Linked DNA regions of Mus musculus: region 2 is linked to region 1. A link is a contact called in public promoter capture Hi-C data. All regions are on one chromosome and are shown on one strand. The core of a region is the stretch at or near the end of the contact, and the rest is flanking DNA. Distances in the headings are between cores, read along the strand shown.

What was found. Promoter capture Hi-C pulls out the DNA fragments that hold promoters and counts their contacts.
Region 2: a promoter capture Hi-C map of liver shows a contact between it and region 1, with 4 times the contacts expected there. The contact joins the promoter of Shisa4 here to the promoter of Tmem81 in region 1. A contact is called at or near these places in 2 of 39 promoter capture datasets (hippocampal neurons and liver).

The regions. Positions count from the first base shown.
Region 1 is chr1:132,502,480-132,508,532 of GRCm38.p6, reverse strand. Tmem81 (transmembrane protein 81) reads right to left here and starts at 2,303. Exons shown (of 2, transcript NM_029025.3): 1 at 2,037-2,303; 2 at 1-1,368. The coding sequence starts at 1,075. The coding sequence ends at 296. It overlaps Rbbp5 (retinoblastoma binding protein 5, histone lysine methyltransferase complex subunit), which reads right to left. Exons shown (of 14, transcript NM_172517.2): 14 at 2,868-4,769. The coding sequence ends at 4,741.
Region 2 is chr1:135,372,910-135,378,375 of GRCm38.p6, reverse strand. Shisa4 (shisa family member 4) reads left to right here and starts at 3,313. Exons shown (of 5, transcript NM_175259.4): 1 at 3,313-3,487; 2 at 3,827-3,998; 3 at 5,091-5,224. The coding sequence starts at 3,415.

The sequences.
Region 1 (6,053 bases), core at 1,054-3,553:
GTGGAGTGGAGGTGAGCGGGGCACACACACTGGGAAGTGTGGCACAAAAACAAGCTTGCAAGACAGAACTCTCTCTAGGGACAGAACCTAAGCCTGCAGTGGATCTCCTGAGCATCTAGGATCAGGGAAACCTGAATACAATGGTGGATGCTGCCCTGAACTACTGAGGTTACATCTTCCCAGCCTCCTAGCCAACTCTGGCTGAGAGCCCTCTTTTGACACTTCACCATCAGAGGCACACATACAATCTAGCTTAGCTTCCTAGGTAGCCAGCCTCCTGGGAGGAAGACTTGCATCATAAGCGGGTGCGGCCCCCACTGCCATCAGTCCCTCCCAGGGCCTTGAAGACAGCAACGCTCACCAACACGCCGCCAACCACTCCAGCCACAATTCCTATGCCCAAGGCCGATGTCACTTTCCTTTGCCACACAGGGAGGTGAGGCTTAGACCCATTGTCCAGATTAACTTCCCAGCCCTTATCTATCAACTTCTGATCCTCAGTAAGGGACTGTTGGAAATTTAGGTTTACCAACTTTGGAGGAAGGACCCTCAGTCCAAAATAGAGCCTCTTGACAAATTTCAAGTTTTTTAGCAGCTGCACGTCACATCGATACGTCCCAGCGTTATACTCATAGGCTGGTTTAAATCCTATAAAGGGGGAATTGGCTCGGAAGGGTCTGAAAAGCTCGTCGTTAGTAGAGATGATGCCCCGGGCAAGCCTCCAGGTGAAGCGGAAGGCTTCCTGCCCTTTCTCCAGGATGTCTGAGCTGAGACAGTTCAGCTCAAACGTCTTCCCATGGACGATGGTGAAATGGAGCATCCCACAGATCCAGTTGGTCACACACTCCAAACGCTGGAACGTGCAGTTTCTCCTCACTCCGTCGGGACCCACCTCGCACTCCGTCTCTTCCTTGTAGCCAAGGCCACATGTAACACTGCATCCTGTGGCATTGACAATGACTCTCCCCACGGCTTTTTGTAGCTCCTCAGGGATGTCCAGTGTCATCAACACCAAAGGCAGGTAGGTTATTGATAACAGACTCCTAAGGATAAAAACGATGGCCCCAGTCTTCATGACTCAGTATTTTACTAGCAGGCATTCCAGATGAATGTTCTATTGTACCACAACAGAGCCTCCAGCTTGGAATAGCCCTGAGCATTGAGAGATTATAATGTACAGTTGTCAGCAAAACAGACACATGCACAGATGTGCACAGAAGCGGGGTCCATAGTCTTAGGTAAGGCCACAGGCAGGAAGACTTTTTACAGTATTGTCGCTTGACTCTCTAAGCTTGCTTGCTTAAGCCTGCCAGGGGCGTCTTCCAGGGCACAATTCTGGTCGCTTCCTAATGAACTTAAACCCACAGGCTTTAGAAGGAAAAAAGGAAAAGACCTGAGAAGCTGAAGTGAATTTCCATGTTACCCAGGTGTATAAGCTAACTCTTTCCCTCCCTCCCAAACTGTGGGAGAGTTTCAAAGTCCCGTACTAAATCTGATCAGATACAAAACCAGTCTTACAAAAGGGGTGAGGCAAGGTTGGGCTAGGATGTTAATTCGAATATCTTGAATAATTTACTGTGAATATTCCTAAACCACCTCTATTAGAAAGATAACTTTGGCTGGGCCTGGTGGCGCATACCTTTGATCCCAGAACTCAGGAGACAGAGGCAGGTGGATCTCTGTGAATTCAAGGCCAGCCTGGTCCACAGATCGAGTTCCAGGATAACCAGCGCTGTTACACCAAGAAACCGTCTTGAAAAAAACAGACAACTCTGGGCTGGAGCCACGTGACTCCCCCCTTGTCCATTTCAGGTAGGTCCCTTTGAACACTGCACCTGAAAGCCCCATTCCCAGGTTTAACTACCTTCACTGTATAGACTTTCAAAGAAATGGAAAGCAAGGTATGGTGACAGCAGCCTCAAAGAGGCAGGACTGCTGGCAAATTCAAGGCTAGCCTGGGCTAAACGGGCTAACTCTAAGACCTGTCTCCTGAAAAGAAAAAGCTTTAGTGGAGTGTGGCAGCACGCGTTCTGCACCTGCATGAAGCTCGGTTTTGATCCCCATCACCACATAAACTGGGAGTTTGCACAGCCCTTCTCCCAGCACTCACGAAGATCACAAGTTCCAGGTCAGCTTCAGCTATACACCCATGTGAGACCAGCCCAGGTTAGAGACTTAGTCCAACACACCCTTCCAAAGGAGCAAGTGAGTACGCTATGGCAGAGGCAGCTCGTCCTGTTCTAAGTGAATCAGGACCTGCCTAGTGTGAGGCGGACTGGTGCTGCCTGACTCTGGTCTGCTCTATTTACCCCCGCAGCACAGAAGAGCTCATTGTTCGCATCAATGAAGGTTGCTATGAAGCAGCTATGATGCTAAAGATGGGTTCTTAGCGACAGAACAGAGTAGCAAGCAGACAGATTTGGTAATCTTTGAAACCATACTACTTGAGTCTCTGAGATATCTTATTCTTTATGAGATAACAACTATTCTGTATTGATGTTAAAATTACTTCATCAGAGAACAGGATTAACAAGGAAGAATATTAACTACATTTAGACTAACAAAGATCCTTGGAAGGCTAGAACCTCTAGGTGCACTACTATAACCTCCCTGAATGCCTAGCACTGTGGCCTCTTCAAAGCTTATAATAAGAAAACCCTATGTGACTGTTTTCATTAACATCAGCTTTTGGCTCAAATCATTTATTTCTAGTTTGGACAACGGAAGGACTCCAAACTGCCTGACCTTTCCAGATCCAAATGACCACAGAGAAAGATCTAAAATCCACACGTATTTTCTACTGTACAAACACAAAGATGGCTGCTGAGTTCCAGAAGCAGGCAGTGTTTACAAACAAGCATGTATACTTGTGGTTTAATAAACATCCAATTTTATTTACAAAGCATTAAAGCTTTAGCAAGAAGTACCCAAGGCTAAGTCTCATCTTGTACAAAACTACAGAACATTTTAAGAAACAAAACGGAGAGGCAGGGAGGACGACAGCAAGGAAAAAGAATATACATATATTACACAAATCAAAAACCTAAGCTGAGAGTGGACGGAAGGTTCTAGAAGCCGACAAAAAGATTCCCAAAGCATAAATAATTATTAGGAGCTGCTGCCAGAGACAATCTGGCAGGGTTTGAGCTGATTTACTCAGTAGCTCATTAATGGAAATGGGACACAGCATTAGCATCCAGATGGAGGGAAATCAAGCCACTTCACACAGGGAAGGCAGAAACCCCTGCATCAGCTTGCACACCACTGCAGTGTGCTGTACAGAGACATGACATGGAGGTAATGTCTACAAATAAAAACATCCCGTGAGCCACTTACCAATCACAACCATTGGTCTCACTCACACTTGGAAGCAGCACAGGAGCAACAGAACTAGAAACTTCCAGCGTGTCCCTGTCACATCTACCACAGTACAATGTAATCAACGGGTTTGGCTGTCTGAAGGAGCCTCCACCAACTGATAAGAGATTTCACAATTAGCATAGTATTTAAACCTCCTTTCAGTGCTGACAGAGTATGGCCCAGGGCAAGCCAAAGCTATTGCCAGAGGCGTCACTAACCCTTCGCACACTTGGCTTCCTGACTTTGGATTTTCAGAAAATTTCAAACACTTATTGTACAAATCCATTCAATTTGCTATTTTTATTAAAAGAACAGCAAATGCAGAGAGAGCCAAGGTGAGAAAGAGAAGGGTAAAAGCTAAGCAACCTTTCACAGAAAGGAAGTGAGTGAAGACAGTAATGGGGCGTAGCTCCAGGAAAGGACAAACTATGGCTGCCGGGGACAGGTTCTCCACAGGCAAGGATTTAAGGAACGAACCTCATCTTTGATTTGAAGTGGGCTGCTGTTGCTTTGATTTGGGGGTGGAGGTCTCTCATGTCAGTCCTTGCATAGTGCCCCACACCCATAAAAAAGAACCTCGTGGAGAAACACACCTTGCTTTGTTTCTAACTCTGGAAGTCAACACAGGTAAAGCGATACACAAACTACTGATGATTCTTAGCTGGAGATGGATAAAACTAATCATATCCAAAAGCCATGATTATTCAAACGGATCTAATACTGGAAAACATGCAATGCAAGGGAACCCCTGATTCTCTAGAGCCCAGCCTCCTGAGCAAAGGGCATGGTAAGATAGCGTGATAGGGGCCTTCGTTCCTCCTTCCTTTCCTGCCAGTCTGAAATCTTTCGAGCACTTGCTTCTCTGCCCAACCTTTATACACAATATGGAGCTACAGGAAGCACTGGGAGGGGAAAGTTATGAATGAAAGAAACAGAAGATGCATCAGTCTTCCTAGGTGCTGGTAGCAAATTTTCAGAAAAGAACAAGTCACTCGAGGACATGCATGGAGGACGGAAGGCAAGCAGGACATGGGAAATGACACGTCCAAAGATGGGACTCCAACAGTTAGGTGAACAAAACACGGGCACTCTTCACCAGCAACACAACCTGGTGTGAAGTTGAAGTGGGTCAAGCCTCCTGCCGTCTTCGCGCATCCGCGTTCCTGAGAGCCTGTTTGGACTTCTGCTTGAAAGGAAGGCAGGGCCGTGTGCTCTTCTTCCATAATTCACTTCCTCATTCAAACACAAAATCCACTCCTTCACCTCCTGGGTGGGAGGCAGAGGCCTTTGTTTTCAACTAAAGCCAATCTCAGATGATTGGCCACGCTGTCCAAAGGCTACCTGATGACAGAGTGAGAAGAACCAAGGGTTCCACGGTCTTCACAGCAGTTCTGAGATGGCTCCTCCTGCTAAAGAGATTAGACACCAAAAGATTTCCTTTAGTATTTCAGGCAGGCACACATAGGCTAAGGATGTCTGCCTTTGAAGAAAAACACACAACCCAACTCCCAGTCACTCTTCGCTGAAGCAACCGCCCATCCGTACTCCAAATCCCTACTCAGTATCGTTTCGGCATTGTCCCAGTGTGTTCCAAGGGAGTGTCAATGGATGAGCTTCTACACAATTGCTAAGCTGATAACCAGGCTCTCTGGTGATCACAACAAAGTAAGGGTACTGGCCCTTTCAGTCTTCCATGTTAGACTAATCAGTCACTATGATTAACAGGGAACAAGACACCCCCTGTTCAAGCCCCACTGTTCCTTAAGTGACATACTCTTTCTTATTAGCTTGGCGCCCCAGATAAGGTGTGATGCTGACGAGGGCTACTACTGTGTGTGTTTAGTGAATAAAATCCTGAGTAGAAAGAACAAACAGCCACTTCCCTGGTGACTCCATAGAATCTGTTCAACTTCTGAGGGGCATCTGTAAATGGGCTGCTGTGAAATATGAACTAGGAAGTATAAACAGAGAACAAGGTGAAGAAAAGCCTCCTGGCTATAACCTAAATGAGGGTAACACAATGCCTGGAGGGGGAGAATGGGGACAGTTAGCTGCTTAAGTAATAAAAGAAAGGCGCTCATTTATAAAGTTATGTGAATGTTACTCCCCCCAATGTTACTTTTAAAATGAAGTTCTAATCTATAAATGAAAACTGATAATGAAAACAGTCACATTTGCTGAGGATAGACTGAAATTAAGACAAGATACAAGCTTTCTACTAAATGCTATATTTTTAAAAGTTAAACTTCATAATTTCAAAAGATACCTTGGTATTTGGTACTTGTTTTTCAAATCTCCTTCAATATAAAACACAAGGAAATCTCCTGAGTTGATTTAAATCTTAAGATAACAGAATACAGTCTAGATGACTCAGTTCATTTACCTCTTTCACTGACTGCTCCCGTAGGTACCCTGACCAACTGAGTTTTCAGGTTACAAATTAACACAGAAATGCCAATCTAACCATTGATTATGATGGAAAAAAGTGGTTTGATTACAAGTTGACACCTTTAATAATTGGCACTCCAGATAAGTAATGAGCACCTTATACTGTCCAAAATAGTTCACGTTTCTATATCATTCCCACTCTTAAGAAAGACATCGTGCATATTTATACAGAGGCATTAGGCGGCAAACTAAAGTCAGAGCAAGCAATACAATTAGCAAGGAAATACATAAGAAAACAGCTCTAC
Region 2 (5,466 bases), core at 2,064-4,563, 2.9 Mb before region 1:
ATAAAGAACACTATCTTTTGCAAGTCTTCACTCCCGTTCCTCAGTCTTTGCTCCATGGTCCTCTCAGGACTTGGGTCCACTATGGAAATACAGCGCATGCTCACTATTCATTTCTGTGCTTCAGCATCCCCTGTCAAGAAGGGCCAGTCGGGAAGTAGTGGGTCACGTGCTTCTGCCAGCACTGAGAGTTTTGAGGCAAGGCCACCCTTTGTCCATGACTGTGTGCATGTTCGTACATGAGAATCCCAACCTGCGTGGGCACCCTCGCTCTGAATCCTAATCCCCTATCCTAGAATTTTCCAAACACAAAGCCACTGACGTAACTGGGTATGGTAGTTCACGCCCTCAATCCCAGCACTTGGGAGGCAGAGGCAGCTGGATCTCTATGAGTTAGAGGCCAGCCTTCAAGCTCCAGGCCAGCCAGGGCTATACATGAGAATCTGTTTTTGTTTCGTTTTGTTTTAAAGGGGGGAGGGGTCAGGGGAGTGGGCCAGTGAGATGGGTCAGCTGAAAAATGCAATCATTGCCAAGCCTAAAGACCTGAGTTAAGATCCCTCGAACCTACATGTTGGGAGGAGAAAATGAATTCTTACAATTTATCCTCTTACCTAATGTCACACAAATAAAAGTAATAAAGTGTTTTGTTTTTTATAAACAAGATACCAGTGCTGGAGAGATGGCTCAGAGGTTAAGAGCACTGACTGCTGTTCCAGAGGTCCTGAGTTCAATTCCCAGCAACCACATGGTGGCTCACAAACATCTGTAATGACATCTGATGCACTCTTCTGTTGTGTCTGAAGACAGCTACAGTGTACTCATATGCATAAAATACATAAATAAATCTTTAAAAAGAAACAAACAAGATACCGAATAATACAGAGACAGGCAAGGTGGATCTAAAGCACTCACGTAGAAGAGAGCAGAGTCAACTTGGGACAGGAGGGACAGTCCTTTGCTGGGCACCTACTTCCGCAGCTTGGTGACAGTAGCCTTGCTTTCATGGAGCTCATGATAGAGGAAGAAGGACAGCAATGGGTGGGCAGACATAGGTGGTACTGAGTCAAGACATGTCCTTGGCAGTGGTATTTATGACTGTCCAACACACTCCTGCCAGCCTCTTCTGGTGGCCGGAGCATGCTTCTCTTGTTCTCTCTCTCTGGAAGGATGTGCCACCACCTACAAGAATAATTTTAGGGCTATCCTTCCGTGATTTCCTTTCCCTAACTCACTGGCATTCTGCTTTGCTGCCCATGACCTCTGGTTCCCTCACCCTGAACACCAGGAAGCATTTTCGGTCCGTGTACCCTTTAGCTGAAAGTCAAGATCCGCCTGTGTAGAGATAATGGGCCCTACTGTTTGCTTCACCATTTGCTACTCTACCTTAAACCTTTAACATTTGAGTTATAGTCTGTGATGGTAATGATAGAAATATTTACCAGTGTGGCTTAGCTAGGGGAGTTGTGCAAAGAGTCCGATGAGGTAGATGCCCAAATATTAGAGGGCCTTATGGCGTGGGCTTCAAAGACGACTCGGCAGTTCAGAGCACTTGGTGCCCTTGCTGAAGGAAGACCCAGGTTTGGTTCCCAGTGCCCATGGGATGGTTCACAACTACCCATAAGTTTAGCTCCAGAGCATCAGACACCCTCAAGGGCACCAGGCATGCGTGTAGTACACATGCACACATGCAGGCAAATACTCAGACACATAAAAAATATTTTCTTAAGTGTCCATGGCAGGAGACTAAGGTAGCCATTACTCTGCCTCAGCTGATCGGTAGTCCTGGTCAGGGAACTGCATGCAGGTGGAGCATGACTACTCCACATTCTGTAACTACCTGTCTGTCTGGCAGCAGTGAACGAATGCTTAGGGACTTTTGCTTCCTCTTTAGCTGTCAGAGTATTGAAAGAATGGACTCCAAGAAATGGACCCCAGGAACTTTCCGCTGGGTGAGGAATTGGTGAAGGCCCAGGGGCATACAGAAAAGGCACATATCTCCTGGTGAAAGACTTTACAGTTTGTCAGTAACCTTGCAGGAGCAACTAGGAGCCAAGGCAGTAATGGGCAGGGGAATCACATCTTGCCTGGACCACTTAGTCAAATATCTTACTCTCTATTTAAGCTTTGCCCTTACTTGAGATGGACTAGGATCTTTGTGCCGAGACCCCTCTTGGGGTTAGAAGCACCCTTTCACACAAGGGTTGCCCAAGACCATCAGAAAACAGATATTTACATTACATTCATAACAGTAGCAAAATTACAATTATGAAGTAGCAATGAAAATAATATTATGGTTGGGAGTCACCACAGTTTGAGGAACTGTGTCAAAGGGTTGCCACAGTAGGAAGGCTGAGACCCACAGGACTAGGGCATGGAAAGGAATCACTAGATCTCCATGACCCTCTTTCCAGTGTGGCCATATTGAATACATTTCACTATTAATTTGGTTATTTTAATTGTCTATTGAGGGTAATTGTCTAAACCTGGCTCGTTGGAGCCCCAGGCTCTGACGCTGAGTCCTGCATCAACTCCACACGAGTTGGTAAAGGTACATTGACTTTCTTCTTTGAGACTTTCCACCTGTAACTAACTGTTGACCCTGATAGCTTATGTAGTATTTTTTGCAGGCTTGCTCCATGAAGAAAAAGAGTTTCCACTGTAAAGTGTTTAACTGGCTGTGTCTCAAGTGGCGGCGGCCACCCCTACCGGTGAGGAGTGAGGCTATAGTTGGAGCTGTCCATTCAGAGGGAGAAGGGGCCATCTCAGGAGCCAGTGCAGCTGCCAGGGCCCAGGCCCTGTGGGCACCGATGGGGACAAAGCTTCTCTGAACTTCCTCTCAATGGATGCCTGTTTCTAGGAATGGGGGCAGGGTGACGCTGCCCCATCCTCCCCCTGCAGGACGTCCAAGACTGGACACCAGAGCAGAGGAGGTCCCACACAAGGGAAGGTGCGGCCCTGCCCCTCCAGAGTTGGCCCATGAGCTGTTCATTAGGAGGTGGCACCAGGATCAGTGTTTCTGGGGTCTGGGATAATGATTGGTCTCAGGAGAGAGGCGGGCACAGGGTACTGCCAGGCCTCCCTGACCGCAGTGACCAGCTGTTGGCTGTGCCCTTAAGGGCTCAGACTAAAGGAGTCACCACACTGTTGTGGACAGAGAGAGCAGGGCTGTGTCTTGGGGTGAGGGGTACCAGGCCGGTGCTGAGGCTGGGTGGGCGTCGCTGGTGGGCAGACCCCTGGGCGGGGCCCTGGCAGGGTTACTGCAGGCGGGGCGTTAGTCCCGCCCCAAGAAGGCGGGAGAGGAGCCAGAGCCTGGCCGCGGGCTGGGCGGTGCTGCAGCTCCCGCCGGCCGGCTTCGTCCAGCTTTGTCCTGCGGCCCCTTTTCCAGGCCGTCCTGGCCGCGCCCAGCCCCCTCTCGCCATGCCGCCCGCGGGGCCCCGCGGGACCGCGCCGCTCGCAGCCGTCGTCCTGCTGGTGCTTGGGGCTCCTCTGGGTAAGGGATGGAGAGCGACACGAGATGGGTGGGGTGGGGCGAGATCAGGGAGAGGTGAAAGGGACCAGCCATGTCCTCAGAGGCTATCTTCCGGGTGTCCATGCCCCCCAGATGCTTGCGGTTGTTCCCGGAGCAGGAAAGAAAGGGCGCTGAGAGGTCAGGCAGCGGGAACCTGACCCCCAGGCGCGGGGTTCAGCTTCAGGGAGAAAGGGGCTTCTAGGACTTCTAGCTTAGGGTAGAAACAAAAGTGAGCTTTCAGCTTGTCAAGGCAGTGAGATTGAGGGTGGCTAGAACTGAATTGGACTGGTGTCCACTGGGCACCTCCACCCCTGCCCGCAGCGCTGGCGAGTGAGGACTGCTTGTGGTATCTGGACCGGAATGGCTCCTGGCATCCGGGATTTGACTGCGAGTTCTTCACCTTCTGCTGCGGGACCTGCTACCAGCGGTACTGCTGCAGGGACCTGACCTTACTCATCACCGAGAGACAGCAGAAACACTGCCTGGCCTTCAGGTGGGCTGCGGACTCCCACTCCACCCCCTCTCCGGAGGCCTCCTGCTGGCTCCAGTGCCCACCTCCACATTCTTAACTGCAGGAGTCACCAGGACTCCAAATGGTGACAGAGCTGGGTGGTTGGTGTTAGTTACCATGGGCTTGCCTGGGCTGTTTCCAGGGGCTTTCTGGATCCTGACAGGTCCTGGGAGGGAGTGTGCTGAGTTAACACTAACATTCAAACAGCAGAGTGCCTTGGTAGACGCTCTGGTGAGAGGGCAGGAAGACTTGGGTTTTGTTTCCAGGCTGGTGCACTGTGATCCAGCTAAGGCGCTTGCCCTCTATAGAGTACCGCTACCTTTTAAAATAATATGGAAGTTGCTAGCCCGGCCTGGTGGCTCGCACCTGTAATCCCAGCACTCAGAAGGCTGAGGCGGGAAGATCATCACTAAAGAGTTCCAGACCAGCCTGGGCTACAAAGTGAGACTATCTCAAAAACGATAACACCACCAAATAAATAAATAAATAAATAAATAAACAAACAAATAAGAAAAGAAAAGAAAAGAAAAGAAAAGAAAAGAAAAGAAAAGAAAAGAAAAGAAAAGAAACAGTTGCCAAAATTAAAAGTTTTGCTAATCCTTCCCCCATCCAGCCCAGGGCTAAGGGTAGGCCCTCAAACAGGCCAACATGCTACTTTAAGCTACACTCCCAGCCCCCAAATTAGTGGTTTCAAACTTTTTAAAGGGAGCTGCAAACACATAAAACTGATATAAGGGGATTGCAAGCTCTTGTAAGATTTGATGATAATGGCCCTTCATTATTTCAAAGGCTCCATTGAGGCCAACATACTTTAAACCTAACCAATATAAAAGCAGTGGTAGGTGGGCACACTACAAATCCCAGCATGCCTCATGCCAGCTACCCAGACAGCATGGCCTCCTGGGAAGTAGAGGTCTCTTAGAGCTACTTAACAAGGTGGGCAGAATTAATCCCACAGGGAACCCCAAGACATAGCATGCTGTGGCTCCCTGCTGGCCAAGAGTTGGAGTCAGCTCCGTGAGGAGTTCCTCTTATGAATGTTGGAAGGTGAGAGGACCTGTTTTTTGTCTAAAGTCCCAAGACCATAGCAGGCATCGCCTCTGCTGTAATCCTCTTTGTTGCTGTGGTTGCCACCACCATCTGCTGCTTCCTCTGTTCCTGTTGTTACCTATACCGAAGGCGCCAGCAGCTCCAGAGCACGTTTGAAGGTACGCACAGAGTCAGGCAAGATGAGTCTGAAACGGGCTGGATTGACTGCTGTGATGGGCACCAAAGGGACGAAGGACTGGTGAATTCTGTAGTAGTGAGGGTTTCTGTGTGCCTGAGCATCGCCAGTGGGAAATGTGTGCAAGTGAACCCTTGAGCGTTAGACTGCATCCAGGAATGTATGGGAGCGAGTCAGTGTGCCCTTGTATGTGCATGCACATGAACTTTCAGTCGTGCGCAGGAA